Regions from separate parts of the Mus musculus genome. Here region 2 is linked to region 1. Evidence: chromatin contacts called from public HiChIP or PLAC-seq data. All regions are on one chromosome and are shown on one strand. The core of a region is the stretch at or near the end of the contact, and the rest is flanking DNA. Distances in the headings are between cores, read along the strand shown. Region 1 overlaps Kdr (kinase insert domain protein receptor). Region 2 has its middle 26 kb from the start of Srd5a3.

What was found. HiChIP or PLAC-seq counts read pairs in DNA pulled down with a chosen protein or histone mark.
Region 2: an H3K27ac HiChIP or PLAC-seq map of heart atrium shows a contact between it and region 1, with 5 read pairs. The contact joins two enhancer-like sites. A contact is called at or near these places in 3 of 484 Hi-C or Micro-C datasets (the HPC-7 cell line, nephron progenitors and uterus) and 1 of 115 datasets of contacts at active chromatin or transcription factors (heart atrium).

What each region holds. Positions count from the first base shown.
Region 1 is chr5:75,929,908-75,937,122 of GRCm38.p6, reverse strand. Kdr (kinase insert domain protein receptor) reads left to right here. Exons shown (of 30, transcript NM_010612.3): 28 at 185-284; 29 at 743-828; 30 at 2,505-4,296. The coding sequence ends at 2,700. Among named protein-coding and RNA genes, the nearest start is that of Gm32727, 44 kb to the left of the region's middle. Within about 2 kb of position 3,507, at least 91 of the 459 cell types and tissues checked have an H3K27ac peak or open chromatin away from gene starts, as enhancers often do. A contact at or near this core is called in heart atrium, where this site is marked.
Region 2 is chr5:76,111,113-76,118,327 of GRCm38.p6, reverse strand. No RefSeq gene overlaps it. Among named protein-coding and RNA genes, the nearest start is that of Srd5a3, 26 kb to the left of the region's middle. Within about 2 kb of position 2,522, at least 5 of the 459 cell types and tissues checked have an H3K27ac peak or open chromatin away from gene starts, as enhancers often do. A contact at or near this core is called in heart atrium, where this site is marked.

The DNA of each region.
Region 1 (7,215 bases), core at 2,258-4,757:
GCCTTCTGTGCGTGCTAGCAGAAAAAAATATTCTTTTTGAATTTTGTTTTTCTTCTAGCAAAGGATGTTTTGAAGGTTGCTATTCAACTTGTGGTTGAAAGATAATGAGCTTAGGTATCACTTGAGGCATCCACAGCCAAATATACCACCACCCAAATACAAATAAATATTTGTTCTCTTGCAGTCATTATCTCCAGAACAGTAAGCGAAAGAGCCGGCCAGTGAGTGTAAAAACATTTGAAGATATCCCATTGGAGGAACCAGAAGTAAAAGTGATCCCAGATGTAAGTACATCTTTTAAAAATAGTCATAAAGATAATACTTGGGGTGAAATACTAGCTAGATAAATATTAGCCTAAGCTCTTGAGTTTTGGAACCTTATTAAGGCTGTCCTTGAGCATATGTGCCCTGGGGGAGGTCGATCTTTAGTTTTGCCGTATGAAAGGCACCTGGACCAAGGTTTGGGATAGTCTTAACTGTGTGTCCAACTTCACTCAAGTGCAAATGTTGTCGCCGTGCAGAGAGGAGACCCCAACATCCTGACCTTTCCTCTCTCCTTAGCCCAAGTCTACTTCCTCGAAGCATTTGCTTCCTTTGTGGCTTGCACAGTCGCTGGCTGCCATACCCTTTCCCTCTTTGGCATGACATTGAGTCCTATTGTCAGCTAGATGGATTGAGAAAGGAGTTTAAAGTAGCTGGTCACGTGCACACTCACTGTGTCATTTCACTGTCTCCTAAAAAGGACAGCCAGACAGACAGTGGGATGGTCCTTGCATCAGAAGAGCTGAAAACTCTGGAAGACAGGAACAAATTATCTCCATCTTTTGGGTAAGACTCAGCCTACTAAGGAAGAATATTTCAATACGTATTTTTGGAAGGGCATAATAAAGACATTCAGTGTAGATGTGGTTTCTTTTCTGGTGCCTTTGGAGGTTGATGACATTAATATTCCAAATTAGCAATTTGATAAAGAGGTAAAATAAACTAAGCCATGAAATTGGTGAGTCTGAAGAAAACCCTGAAGCAAGTTAGAGTATTTGGCCAATTTCTAATGACTACATTTGTGAAGGCTATGGGACTGATACGGGCCAGCAGAGTGACCTGTGGCTTCTATGGCCCTGGCCAAACTGCAAAGATGTCAGCAGGTACCATGATCCTGAAGAGTGAAGACTTTGCAGACTCTGATGGACTGTCAAACCTGTACTTAGATGGCTTTATCTGTAATTAAGAAAGATGATATATAAATACATACATATTCACTTATTTCATATATTTAAATATGATTCTTTGAGTCACTGCCTTTTCAGTTGGGGGAAAACTATTAAATTTATTCGAGTCATTCTTCCTTATGACTCAACAGGTATATATAGGCTTTGAATAAATGTACCTGATTTAAATATTAAAAAAATCTTTATGTTTCTAAGAAGAGTGGGATAAGAGTAGTTATTTGTTTGCTGGCAGGCTCATTCTAGGTAGGGAAAACCCAAGATTTGATCTACACACCAGAGAGCTGCTGTACGAGGTGGGGTTCCCTATGGACTTTTGAGTGATGTCTATACAACAACAGTAGCCACAGTAAACTTGGCCGTTTTCTTTAAGGCCCAGCAAGAAGGCATGGGCACCAACCACATGCTTCTTTCATTGACTCAAACAATAGTGACTCAGAGCTATTAGGTGGCCAGGATCATGCCTCTGTTTGAGACACAAACTGGTTTGGTGTGGGAAGTGAAGAGCGGGGCTGGGAGGGGAAACATACTTGTGGTTCTTTGAACTTACATGAAACCGTATTTGAACACAGAGTAAACAAACTCTCTCTGTGGCTTTTATCATGAATAATAAGAATAAGACCCCTTCGAGGGCAAAGCCCGAGCTTTTCGGTCCACACAGCCCACGTTTGTTAGCTTTGACATGACTACTATGTCATTGGAAACATTCTCCAGTTGCTGCTGAGTGACTGAACCCCCAATTTGTCCAAAGAATTTGGTTTGGATGAGTAAAAAACAGTTTTTGACATGTCTGGCCTGACTGTACACTAGCTTTTTTTTTTTTTCTCCCCCTCTACAAATTTATTAACATCTTTTATAGACCACTTAGCTCCCTAGGTGACCGAACAGGAAAAACACAAATGAACTTTTAGACCATCCCGATATCGTTTAATATCATGAAAGAGACCCTGTGACTTCTATCACTGTAGACAAACTTGTCAATCGTCAAGGCTGTAAAACTCTTCCATTGGTTGGGGGCTCTGCATACCTCAGCAGAACGGCCTTTTATCTCGTCTCAAGCTTGAAAGACTTGGACCCGAATAAGAGGACTTATCTGCGACTACTAGCTCATGCCAGTACCTGAGAGTAGACCTTGTCTGAGGCTGATTAGGGAATGAGAGAGAGGGGCTAGTGTCTCTGGAGGGGATTCTACTTCCTTGAGCTCGGGCTTTGGTGACTGTGTAAAGCAAATGAGCCGGCTTCCCTTTTTAATTCATTCGCTTGCTGTTTCTTCTACAGTGGAATGATGCCCAGTAAAAGCAGGGAGTCTGTGGCCTCGGAAGGCTCCAACCAGACCAGTGGCTACCAGTCTGGGTATCACTCAGATGACACAGACACCACCGTGTACTCCAGCGACGAGGCAGGACTTTTAAAGATGGTGGATGCTGCAGTTCACGCTGACTCAGGGACCACACTGCGCTCACCTCCTGTTTAAATGGAAGTGGTCCTGTCCCGGCTCCGCCCCCAACTCCTGGAAATCACGAGAGAGGTGCTGCTTAGATTTTCAAGTGTTGTTCTTTCCACCACCCGGAAGTAGCCACATTTGATTTTCATTTTTGGAGGAGGGACCTCAGACTGCAAGGAGCTTGTCCTCAGGGCATTTCCAGAGAAGATGCCCATGACCCAAGAATGTGTTGACTCTACTCTCTTTTCCATTCATTTAAAAGTCCTATATAATGTGCCCTGCTGTGGTCTCACTACCAGTTAAAGCAAAAGACTTTCAAACAGTGGCTCTGTCCTCCAAGAAGTGGCAACGGCACCTCTGTGAAACTGGATCGAATGGGCAATGCTTTGTGTGTTGAGGATGGGTGAGATGTCCCAGGGCCGAGTCTGTCTACCTTGGAGGCTTTGTGGAGGATGCGGGCTATGAGCCAAGTGTTAAGTGTGGGATGTGGACTGGGAGGAAGGAAGGCGCAAGCTCGCTCGGAGAGCGGTTGGAGCCTGCAGATGCATTGTGCTGGCTCTGGTGGAGGTGGGCTTGTGGCCTGTCAGGAAACGCAAAGGCGGCCGGCAGGGTTTGGTTTTGGAAGGTTTGCGTGCTCTTCACAGTCGGGTTACAGGCGAGTTCCCTGTGGCGTTTCCTACTCCTAATGAGAGTTCCTTCCGGACTCTTACGTGTCTCCTGGCCTGGCCCCAGGAAGGAAATGATGCAGCTTGCTCCTTCCTCATCTCTCAGGCTGTGCCTTAATTCAGAACACCAAAAGAGAGGAACGTCGGCAGAGGCTCCTGACGGGGCCGAAGAATTGTGAGAACAGAACAGAAACTCAGGGTTTCTGCTGGGTGGAGACCCACGTGGCTGCCCTGGTGGCAGTGTCTGAGGGTTCTCTGTCAAGTGGCGGTAAAGGCTCAGGCTGGTGTTCTTCCTCTATCTCCACTCCTGTCAGGCCCCCAAGTCCTCAGTATTTTAGCTTTGTGGCTTCCTGATGGCAGAAAAATCTTAATTGGTTGGTTTGCTCTCCAGATAATCACTAGCCAGATTTCGAAATTACTTTTTAGCCGAGGTTATGATAACATCTACTGTATCCTTTAGAATTTTAACCTATAAAACTATGTCTACTGGTTTCTGCCTGTGTGCTTATGTTAAAAAAAAAAAGAAAGAAAGAAACTGTTCTTTTCATTTGGTACCATAGTGTGAAGAGCTGGGAGCAATGACTGTTAAACATGCTATGGCACATCTATTTATAGTCTGTTATGTAGAACAAATGTAATATATTAAAACGTTATATTATATATAATGAACTTTGTACTACCCACCTTTTGTATCAGTATTATGTACCACTAGAGAGATTACAAGGCTTTCAGCAGCCGCTGTTGTTTTGTTAAAGACTTTGAGAAACTCGAAGGAATCCTTTCATGGAATATGCAGCTATATACCCTACCGTCTCTCTCATCTCAAACGGAGGAGGAGGAGGAGGAGTCAGGTATAATGTGAGTGTGTTCTACGTGTCCTTGTTCTCTGTTCTTAGGAGGAATGATTTCATCAAATGTTTATATGCTTTATAAACCAATAAACGTATTCTGAGTAAAGAGACCCAGTGTTATCATCTTATCACAACAGCTCCATGCCTCGTCTTCGTTACAATCATAATTCATACAGAAACACGTCCTTGTCACATCCCGAGCCCGTGGGATGTGTAGTTGTGTGGCCTCCCAGTGAACCTCAGATCTCTGGTGTGAGATCCTGGAGCAGATGCAGGAACACTTCACTGTCTAGCTAAGGTCAGAGTGTAAGATCCGTTATCGACATTTTGAGGGACTGCTTTTGTCTGAATACAAAGAGCAAAGCAAATCCCTGGTGCTAGCCTGGGTCTCCACCTCTAGCAATGCTGACCATGATTTTCTTGTGTTTGGGAAAGACGGTCTTCAGCCCAGGCTGGCCCCTATCTGCCTATGTAGCTAAGGATAGCACAGAGCTCCGGTTCTATTCTCTCCATCTCCACAGTGCAGATTGCAGGCATGCACTACCGTGTCTGGACTTCACTGACATGTTTTCTTAAATATAAGAGTTTGAAATGTTTATCTAATCAAATATGGCTATCTTTTTTTTTTAAAAAAATAGCTTTCAGGGTTTTATTTGCTTTTTTTATGAAGTACTTCTCCTCAAATCTAAAGTAATACCAAAATTTAGGGTTTTTTATTAGATTTTCATCCACCAGAGGTTTCTTTTCATACACAAAGTAAAGCAAGGTCTAATTTTTTATTTTTTTTGGCAAGCAGACTGTCAACATGGCAGTTCTATTTATGATGTGTGACTCTTCTCCCTGTAGTCGGAGAAATATCCAGATTTCATTACTCTTCAACCCTACCATCTTGCTAAGGCATTCTCCCCAATGTTATGATTTAAAAAGTAGCTGTGTGTGTGTATGTGTGTGTATGTGTGTGTGTGTGTATGTATGTATGTATGTGTGTCTGTGTGTATGTATGTGTGTATATGTGTGTGTGTGTGTATGTGTGTGTGTGTATGTATGTGTGTGTATGTATGTGTGTGTATGTATGTGTGTATCTGTGTATCTGTGTGTATGTATGTGTGTGTCTGTCTGTGTGTGTGTCTGTGTGTGTGTCTGTGTGTGTGTATGTATGTGTGTGTATGTGTGTGTATGTATGTGTGTGTGTGTGTGTGTGTATGTATGTGTGTGTGTGTTTGTGTGTGTTCCTAACAGCCAGGGATATTGCTGGGACCCATTAACCAGGCCCTGCAGGGAGCTCCTCGCCCTCCATTTTATCCAGCCTCTTCCACTAAATGAATGGAAAGAGAACCTAGGTTAGTCAGGGTGGGAAGACCCCAGAGAAAAACAGAGTTTTCTTCCCTTTCAGAGAAAAAAAAATGGCTTGGCCTCTCGAAAGTGGCTTCTGGCGTCGTTTCTGATGTCAGGAATTTGGATGCAAGCAAAACTCCACACTTTCTGAGGAATGCCTTCCTCACCCTATGCAGAATGATTACAGGTAGGGTTTGGCCTCTGCGACCTCTCTGTCTTCCACATGTCTGCTAGCTGGTTTTCCTCTCCTCTCTTGCCCCTGCATTGAAGACATGGCAGTAGCTTTTTAGAGTGCTTCTTGCTTGGTCCTAGGTTCAAATTTTTAAGTGGAGGCATTTGGTATGTTGAAGCACGGCTTTGCCTGTGCCCCCCAAGGCTTCTGCTCTCTCTCCTTCATGCCCTTCACTCCATCCTCCTCCTTGTGTCCTCTGTCTGCTCACCTTCTGTTTCTCTGCCCACCGCCCCCTTAGTGCCTGCACTCCCCTGGCAGCTCGCTTTCTATTCCACAACATCACAGGAGAGGAGAGAGCTGTGGGGAGGTTTGAGCTTCTGGTCCCTAGTCAGGCCTCCTCCTCAATGAACACTCTTGTCCTCTGCAGTGAAAAGAGAGAAGAAAATGAAAGCCATAACCTTATGCTTAGAAGTAGGTAACTTAACCGAGCTCTCCTGTCTCCCTTAGCTTCTTCCTCTCTGCCTCTGAGTCAGAGATGCATCCTTGGGCGATAAAATGTTGGCAAACTTAGAAAATCTTTAGGAAAACTGGACACTTTTCCGATACAACTGTCCTCGTTTAGAAGTAGTGGGCCTGTCTGCACTCTTCATTAGGCAGCGAGTGCAGCTCAAAAAGGGCTTAGACTCCATGTTTATAAAATCATGCTAGAGGGATAAGCTAGCTCGGTGGCCAAGAGCTTGTTGCTCTTTCAAAGGACCCAGGTTTGATGACCCAGCACCCAAATGTGATAAGCCAGCACTCACACCTGATAACATCAGCTCCAAGAAGCCTGATGGCTTCTGGCCTCCGAGGAAACCTGAAGATACATGCCGTACACTTATATCTACACAGACAAAGACATATACACAGATAGCAGAAACAGACACCAAACACACACTGCATGAATACTAACACTAATACTAATATTAAAATTAAAATTGTACTTTCAAACAAAGCTTCTCCAAGTGAAGGAGGTAGACAAAAATTTGTAAAAGAAAAAAAAAAATTGACAGCAACTTGAAGCCCAGTCCTGCCGAGCATTGCAGACTCTTCCTACATGTAAAAGAAATTAACAAGGCAAAATAAAATTGTTTACTCCGTTTTGACTGGGATGGAGAAATGTGCTGGAATCTGGCAGGGGAGACAAGAGTTTGGCCCCAGCCAGGTTGGCCTGCAGTCCTGCAGCTGACGTGGAAGACACACCATTTCCAGCCCAGAAGTCTCACTCAGAGATAAGGGCAGGGAATTAGGAGAAAGTGTTTGAGCCAGGACTACTGATAACACGAAGGCTGCAATAAACTGTCAACAACATCGAGTAGATGTCCTTAGAAGACACTGAGTTACACCTAAGATTCTTCTCCATAGTAGGGAACTTCTAGCTTTTTGGTACCTCAAAAACACCAGCCTCGGCAGTTTCGCTGTTTTAAGTTTAAATATAAAGAAATAAACATACAATACGTATCTTAATGTTTGATGCCAACTT
Region 2 (7,215 bases), core at 1,273-3,772, 180 kb before region 1:
GCTTCTGTCAGGCTCAGATAACTTGGTAAAATTTTTTATGGAGCAAAAGAAAGTATTTCTTTTTCCATTTTGCCTAATACAAGGAGTATTGTGAGGCTTGTGTTACATTTTCTGGAAAGGAACCAATGCATGCAGTCATTAACCTCCACTTCCACGGGGTCATCTTATCCCTACTCCAGCCACACCATATCCAAGAGACTGCATCTTCCGGAAGAATGTCTTCTCATAATAAAACATAGTCTTAAGAAGATGTGCCCAGGGGCTGGCGAGATGGCTCAGTGGGTAAGAGCACCTGACTGCTCTTCTGAAGGTCCGAAGTTCAAATCCCAGCAACCACATGGTGGCTCACAACCACCCGTAATGAGATCTGATGCCCTCTTCTGGTGTATCTGAAGTCAGCTACAGTGTACTTACATATAATAAATAAATAAATCTTTAAAAAAAAAAAAAAAAAAAGAAGACGTGCCCAGCACCCGTTAGATTTTGTTTTGGAGGTAGCATCTGGCTATGTAGTCCAGGCTAGCTAAAACTCTCGGTGTAGATTAAGTTGACCTCCAGTTCCCATTAAGCCTTGTGCCACTGCCACAGCAGTCCCCCGGAGAGCTTGCATGTGTCACTGCTCCTGCTCCAGTGTCCAATCTCAGAGGAGCCTGTTGTTGGTCTTCTGTCTGCGTAACTCTCTAGTGAGAGCTAATATAGGTTAGGAAATACCTTAGGTGTTGTGTACAGAGACTGATGTGAGGCACAACTGCCACAGTAAAGCGATGGGGTAGTTACTGCCCATCACCTCCACTTTCGAAGAGGAAACGGCTGTGTGGACAGTAACTGACTTGTCCTGGAGCATCTATTACAGGGTAGAGAATGAATTTGCACCCAGTCTGCCTGACTCCATAAGTAATTCTATCTTCTACATTATATGGAGGAAGCTTGCTCTCTCTCTCTCCCTCTCTCTCTCTCTTTAACTTGGCAGTCAACAAAACGCTAAACAGAAACTGTCCTCTAATTTTTAAAGCCTAAGGTATTCTCAGTGATACAAAGCTGCCTTTTTAACATAAACCAAACTTGTCTAGACCAAAGCCCAAGAGCAAAGTGCTTCTTCTGGTCCTAGTTCTCATTGGGTTATCTAATGACTCAGACAAAGTGTCTTAGTTGCTGTTCTATTGCTGTGATGAAGCACCACACTGTTACATATGCAGCTAGAGCCATGAGTTTATTTTCGAGGGTTCCAGAGCTCCTAAGCGTCCATCACCACCACAATAGGCAGGAAGCACCAGGCACGGCGAAAGGAACCATTGAGAGCACACACACACATCTAGAACTGCAAGCAGAACACACGCGCACGCACACGCACACACACACATGCACACGCACACACACACACACACACACACACGCACACACACACACACAAACACGCACACACACGGGAAGTGAGGAGATTGGGGATTCACAGGTGAAAATGTGTTCACAGGCAAAAAAATGTTGTACATTTTCTGGTAGAATGTGCCTTTCTTCCCCACCTCCTCCACTGTGTTTCCCCCTCCCCCTTTCCTAAATAGAGTGTGACTGCATTCGAGGACCTGCAACTCTTGGGACCAGTTCACTCTAAGGCAGTGGGTCGAGACCCCTTCGAGTACTCACACACCCTTTTCACAGGGGTTATCTGAGACTATAGGGAAAACACAGCTATTTATGTTGCAATTTACGACTGTAGCAAAATTACAGTTGTGAAGAAGCAACGGAAATAATTTTACGGTTGGGGTTCACTGCAACATGAAGAACTGTATTAAAGGATCTAGAAAACCAGTCCAAGAGACTTTTCCTAATCAGATTCCTTCTTTTGTTGTTGGCTAGAAACAAAGCCACTTAGGCCAGAAAGTCGTGTCACTTCAATGGGGAAGGAAGATGTATTTTGGTGAATTTATAGGTGGCATATGACCACAGGACAGCCTTTCAGTACTCAGAAGAGCGCAGGCAAACATGGAGAACAGTTTTCCTGTGTGGTGAGCTTGGAGAAGGAGGGGTGAGCTGGAAAAGAGGGCCGACTTCCTCACGGAGAAGAGCAGACGACAGCGGCCTGTTTTGAGTGCTTTCACCCTGTGCCCAAGGCTGGCTCAAGCACAGTGGAGTTGAATTATGTGAGGGGCTTAATTGAAAGGAACGTTCTTACAGAGGAAATGGGCATTTGGTTTCCTTTTTGTAGAGCAGGCAGGTGACAGATAGTGACTGGTGTGAATTAGGACTTCCTTCTTACCTCCCCCACCTGTCCCATGCCCTGACTACCTGGAATCTCTTGGTCACTGGGATAAGGTGAGTAGCAGAGGTGTTCCCACAGAGGCTCCACAACCACAGGAAACTGATTTGACCTTCTGACCTGCTCCTAAGTGACACTGGCAAGTCCCGTAGCTTCTTAACCTTTATTTCCTCCTTTGGAAACACAAATACCATCTGTGCTGATAGCCTGGCAGAGCTGCTGGGAGAGTCACATTAGGTAATGGAATTCTCAAGGGCAGCCAGCGTAAAGTCCGGTGATAACGTTGATGGGCAATGGACTTCTTGACCGTGGACTTCTGTAGTGTGAAGGCTCACATGAAATCTCCTTGCCTTTGTTTTGTTAGGGAGAACAGATGGGAGACCATAAGCAGTCTCTACAGGATGCTGCTGTTCATTGAATTCCAACTCACAAGGGCCAGCCAGCACCTTGCTTCCAACAGGATTAGTTTCCTGACTCCCTACTATGCCCGGGTTGCTAAGCTCCATTCACTTACCCAGGCCTGCCTGCCTGAAGGCTCCAAAATGAAGATACTAGGTCAAGTTCACAGGTGCTAAGTGGCAGGGCTGAGATTCCACAGCAAGGCCGTGCTCTCACGTGGAAGGCTGACTGTGAGGGTGTGGTCATACTATGCTTCTGATCGAGCTGTCCAAGAGGGCTCAATTCCTCCAAACCTCCTCCACACTGGAAATTCTAACATTGAACACTTTCCTAATATCACCATATTAAGATGGGGGGAAATGACATTTCATTTCTGTTTTTATTTTAATTTGCATTGTATTCATATCTTATTCTGTAGCAAATATGTCTTCCTTGGGGAAGCCCATATACACTCTCTAAGCTCTGTGTGTGTGTGTGTGTGTGTGTGTGTGTGTGTGTGTGTGTGTATGGGGTGGGGGGCGTGTGTCCCTCCCCAGTCTGCTTCCTGCTAGAACGGAAACTAGAGAAGATGCTTAGAACAATGGGGCCAATCCAGAGCCCCTCAGGGACACTGTCCTTGTTTCTATTTTGTTTTGGATTTAGACAAGGCTATGTAGCTTTGACTGGCCTGGAACTTGCTAGATAGACCATAGAGATATGCCTGCTTCTGCCTCCCAAGTTCCAGAATTAAAGGTGTCTGCCATCATGCTTGTTTTGTTGTTAAGTCAGGGTCTTTTGTAGTCAAGGCTGACCTCAAACTCTCTATGTGGATGAGGCTAACCTTGAGTTTCTGATCCTCCTGCCTCTACCACCATAGTGCTAGAATTACAGATATGTGCCACTGCGTACCATGAGCAGTTGATGTGGTCCTGGGCATTGAACCTAGCTAGAGCCTTCTTGCACATTAGGCAAACCCCTTGCTGACTGTGCCCCACCCCCAGCCTCCTCAGATCTTATTTTGAAATGTTTGAAGCACACTAACATTCCTTGAGAAGTTTTATGCCTTTCAGAGATTTTAGCTATGAGATTTTGTGTCATACCTATACCTGTTTTGTGACTGTGAAAGAACTCTCTCTGTGTGTGTGTGTGTGTGTGTGTGTGTGTGTGTGTGTGTAGGGGACAGTGTTGGGATGGGGTCTAGATCCCTGCATATGCTACCCAAGCACGCAACCTTACCTGGGGCCCAAATTGTCTTCAGGTTTTTAGGATGTCTGCTGATAAATATAAAAAGAGGGGTTTTTTTGTTTGTTTGTTTTTGTTTTTTTTATAGTCACCTGGAGAGATACTATTTTTATTTATTTTAGTATTTTGTTTATGAGTGTGCTCACACATCGCATGTTGGAATACGTATCTCTACTCTTACACTATGCAAGTCTAGTATGAAGTTGTAAAAGTGTGTGAGGGGGGTCTTTCCTCTTCTTCCCAAGCTCCCAGAATTGAGCTCTGGGACTCAAATTATACTTACAAATGCCTTGGCCATAAGGTATGGCTGTTCCCTGACTAGCTCATGTATTAATTGTCACATTATTCTATTCTAAGTTCTGCCAATTGGCTGGTTACCTCTATTCAGCTCTTAAGCTTTTGTGCTCCTCCACGTCCCCAGGTGAATCTCCCACACCTGGCTCTGTCCCAGAATTCTTGCTTCCTACGAGAATTCTGGCCTTCTATTTCCTGCCTCAGCTATAGGCCAATTATCTGTACTTGACAGGCAAAGCTTCCAAGCAGGCATAAGAGATTTCTTCGACATGAGGTGGTTATTTTCTTATGTTTACCAAAAACTTCACTAATTGGTAAAGTTATTACTGTGTGGGACTTCAGACTCTTGGGATCTATATAGATTAGATTCTGGGATCCTATATATCCTTGGGGTAACAAGTCACTCAGATTTACCAAAAGGAATAATTAGCTAATACCCCATAACCTGACAAGGACCAGCAACCCCAAAAGGAAAAAACATGAATCTTCTCTACAGGGAACCACAGGCCAATCTCAGCCACTTGCTAACATATCTAGTAGTATGGGACATATTAGGGTACAAGAAGAAAGTGTTGTCAAGCAACTCCTGAGCCTGATGCCCAGTGTTTCACTCTGGTTATTTGGAGCTGTCCAGCTGAGGAGACAGAGGTATCTATTGCCTCCTATTCTACAACAAAGAGAGAGCCAGTGGGCTGTTCATTTTGCACACCACATTCTTAGAGAAACCTTTTTTCCCCCTCTCCCATAAACAGAAAAGAGTACTATTTATAGTGGCTAGGATGAAGATATAGGCTGCAAACCTTTTCTACAATTGCTTAGGAAGAATGTTGAATTATGATCTGAATCATTTCAGTTCTGTTGTGAAAGTGACCGATTGATTGTTACTTATTTCCTTTTTTGGACTTAAAATCTACTTAATGGACTCTGAACATTAGGTAGGGACAGCAGTGGTTTAAATTCAAGCTGATTGCTTTATTCTTTTGGGAAGAAAATGTTCTGAAATTCCATGTTTTGTGACCTGAACCTGAGATTTACTAACATTATTATTTGACTGAACTTTATTGTAATAAGAACATTTAATAGATATCTGCTTACCATGCTTTTAATGGCCAAAGCATGACTAACTAGAGGTACAGTGCTGTATAGCTGAAAATGAATCCCCCTTGCTTAGTTACTGTCTTATTGCTGTGAAGAGACACTATGACCAAGGCAGCTCTTATAAAAGAATTCATTTAATTGAGGGCTTGCTTACAGTTTCAGAGGGCTAGTCCATTATCATCAGGGCAGGGAGTGTGACAGCCCATTGGCAGGCATGGAACTGGAAAAGTAGCTGAGAGCTTTACATCTTGATCTGTAGACAACAGGCAGAGATATGGACAGACAGACAGACAGACAGAGAGACAGATCCTGACATGGGATTTTGCAACCTCTTCTGTATGGATGTGTCTATTCATATCATTCACAGGCATCTTGGGTTCATCCACACTTTGGACATTTTTGTAGAAAAACTTATCTAAACTTCCATGCACAGATTTTTCTTTCTTTCTTTCTGGTGTGCATATGTGTTAGTGTTTGTTTGTGTATGGATACATAACCTTTGAGGATTTTCGGATAAATACCAAAATGTGTGGTTTCTCGACCAGACGTGGTCCTTGGAATTTCCTTCATATTTGTGGAGCATTGCCCATTCATGAGCTGATTTTGGCTTCCCAGGAGCTCCTGCGATGAGATATGTATTATTCTTCTTCCCACTTTACAGAAGCAAAGCTGAGGTTCCAAGTAAAACATACAAATTTGCATATCGGAGGAGCATACAACAGCCTCTCTCCATAGTCTGGTCTTTACGATAAAGCAATTAACTGTAGCCACAGCAATTCCCATGGTCTCAGGACAAACTACTCAAACAATAAGGGCAGGCCAGTTCCAGAAAATTAGTAGGGGTGGCTCTTTTTAGTCTTCCTGGACCACACCCAGAACCTCATCCTTTAGCTTTTTTCCCTAGGACCAAAAGAATCCTCGCTAGTCCCATGAAAACTTCTCAGTGACTGGCCAGATGAATCAACAGAGAATCACTCAGTAATTGTTTTTTATAAATGACTCACTATATTACCCATGATAAAATATGCATTTATTGGCGTTTTGATCTCCTAAAATTATTTAGAGGCGGGAATTTTGGGTAACCTGGCCATACTTTTGGGAAGGGGAGGAAAGAGGAGGAGAAGAAGGGGGAGGAGAGGGGAAGAGAAAGAAGGAGAGGGGGAGGTGAAGCAGGATCTCCTGCTCTCCATACCGCATTGCAGATTTAGTTTAGACTAGGTATCACGACCACACGTAAGGATGTTTCTTCTCTCCTTTGATCTCACAGTACAGAGATGTTCCCACAGAACGGGAATCAAGTGTCAGTGGGCAAAATGCCTCAGGTGTGGTCGCATTTGCTGTTGGGCAGTGCCAGTGTGGCCAAAGAGTAGTTAGAGAGGGTCTTAGTCCTTTCTTTAATCTCCAAGCCGTTACAAACACCTGAGCTGAATAAAAATACACAAGTTCACAAGTTTAGGTTCACCATGAATTTCTTCTAATCACGTTGTTCCTTCAGACCTCATCTCACTAGAAAGTGTGTTACTGCTTCCACGAAAACCTCCCCCAAGAGTTTCCCAAACCAGAGTGATTTTAAGAGGCCTTTCTAGTGTGAATCTTGACATAATTCCTCAAATTATGGAAAGAGCTGTGTCCTGGCTATGACAATGGATGGCTGGTCCCCATCCAGGACACTATTTTTACCTCAGCAGTGACTCACGTCTTCCTTCTGCCTTTGAGATTCTAAGAGTAGACCGGCAAAGCCCTGGCCTTGGGAAGGCTTTCACATGTTACAGTAAATGAAAGTGGGGCTTGCCTCAGAACAGTTCCTGTCTTTCAAAGAAAAGAGTGTCTGGGTCTCTGTTTACCTCTTTCTGTAGCAGCAAGGCAGCCAATGCTTTTAAGTTTGTGCTGCTCATGGGAGGAGATAATGTGTGTGTGCATGTGTGTGTGTGTATGTGTGTAGGGGATGA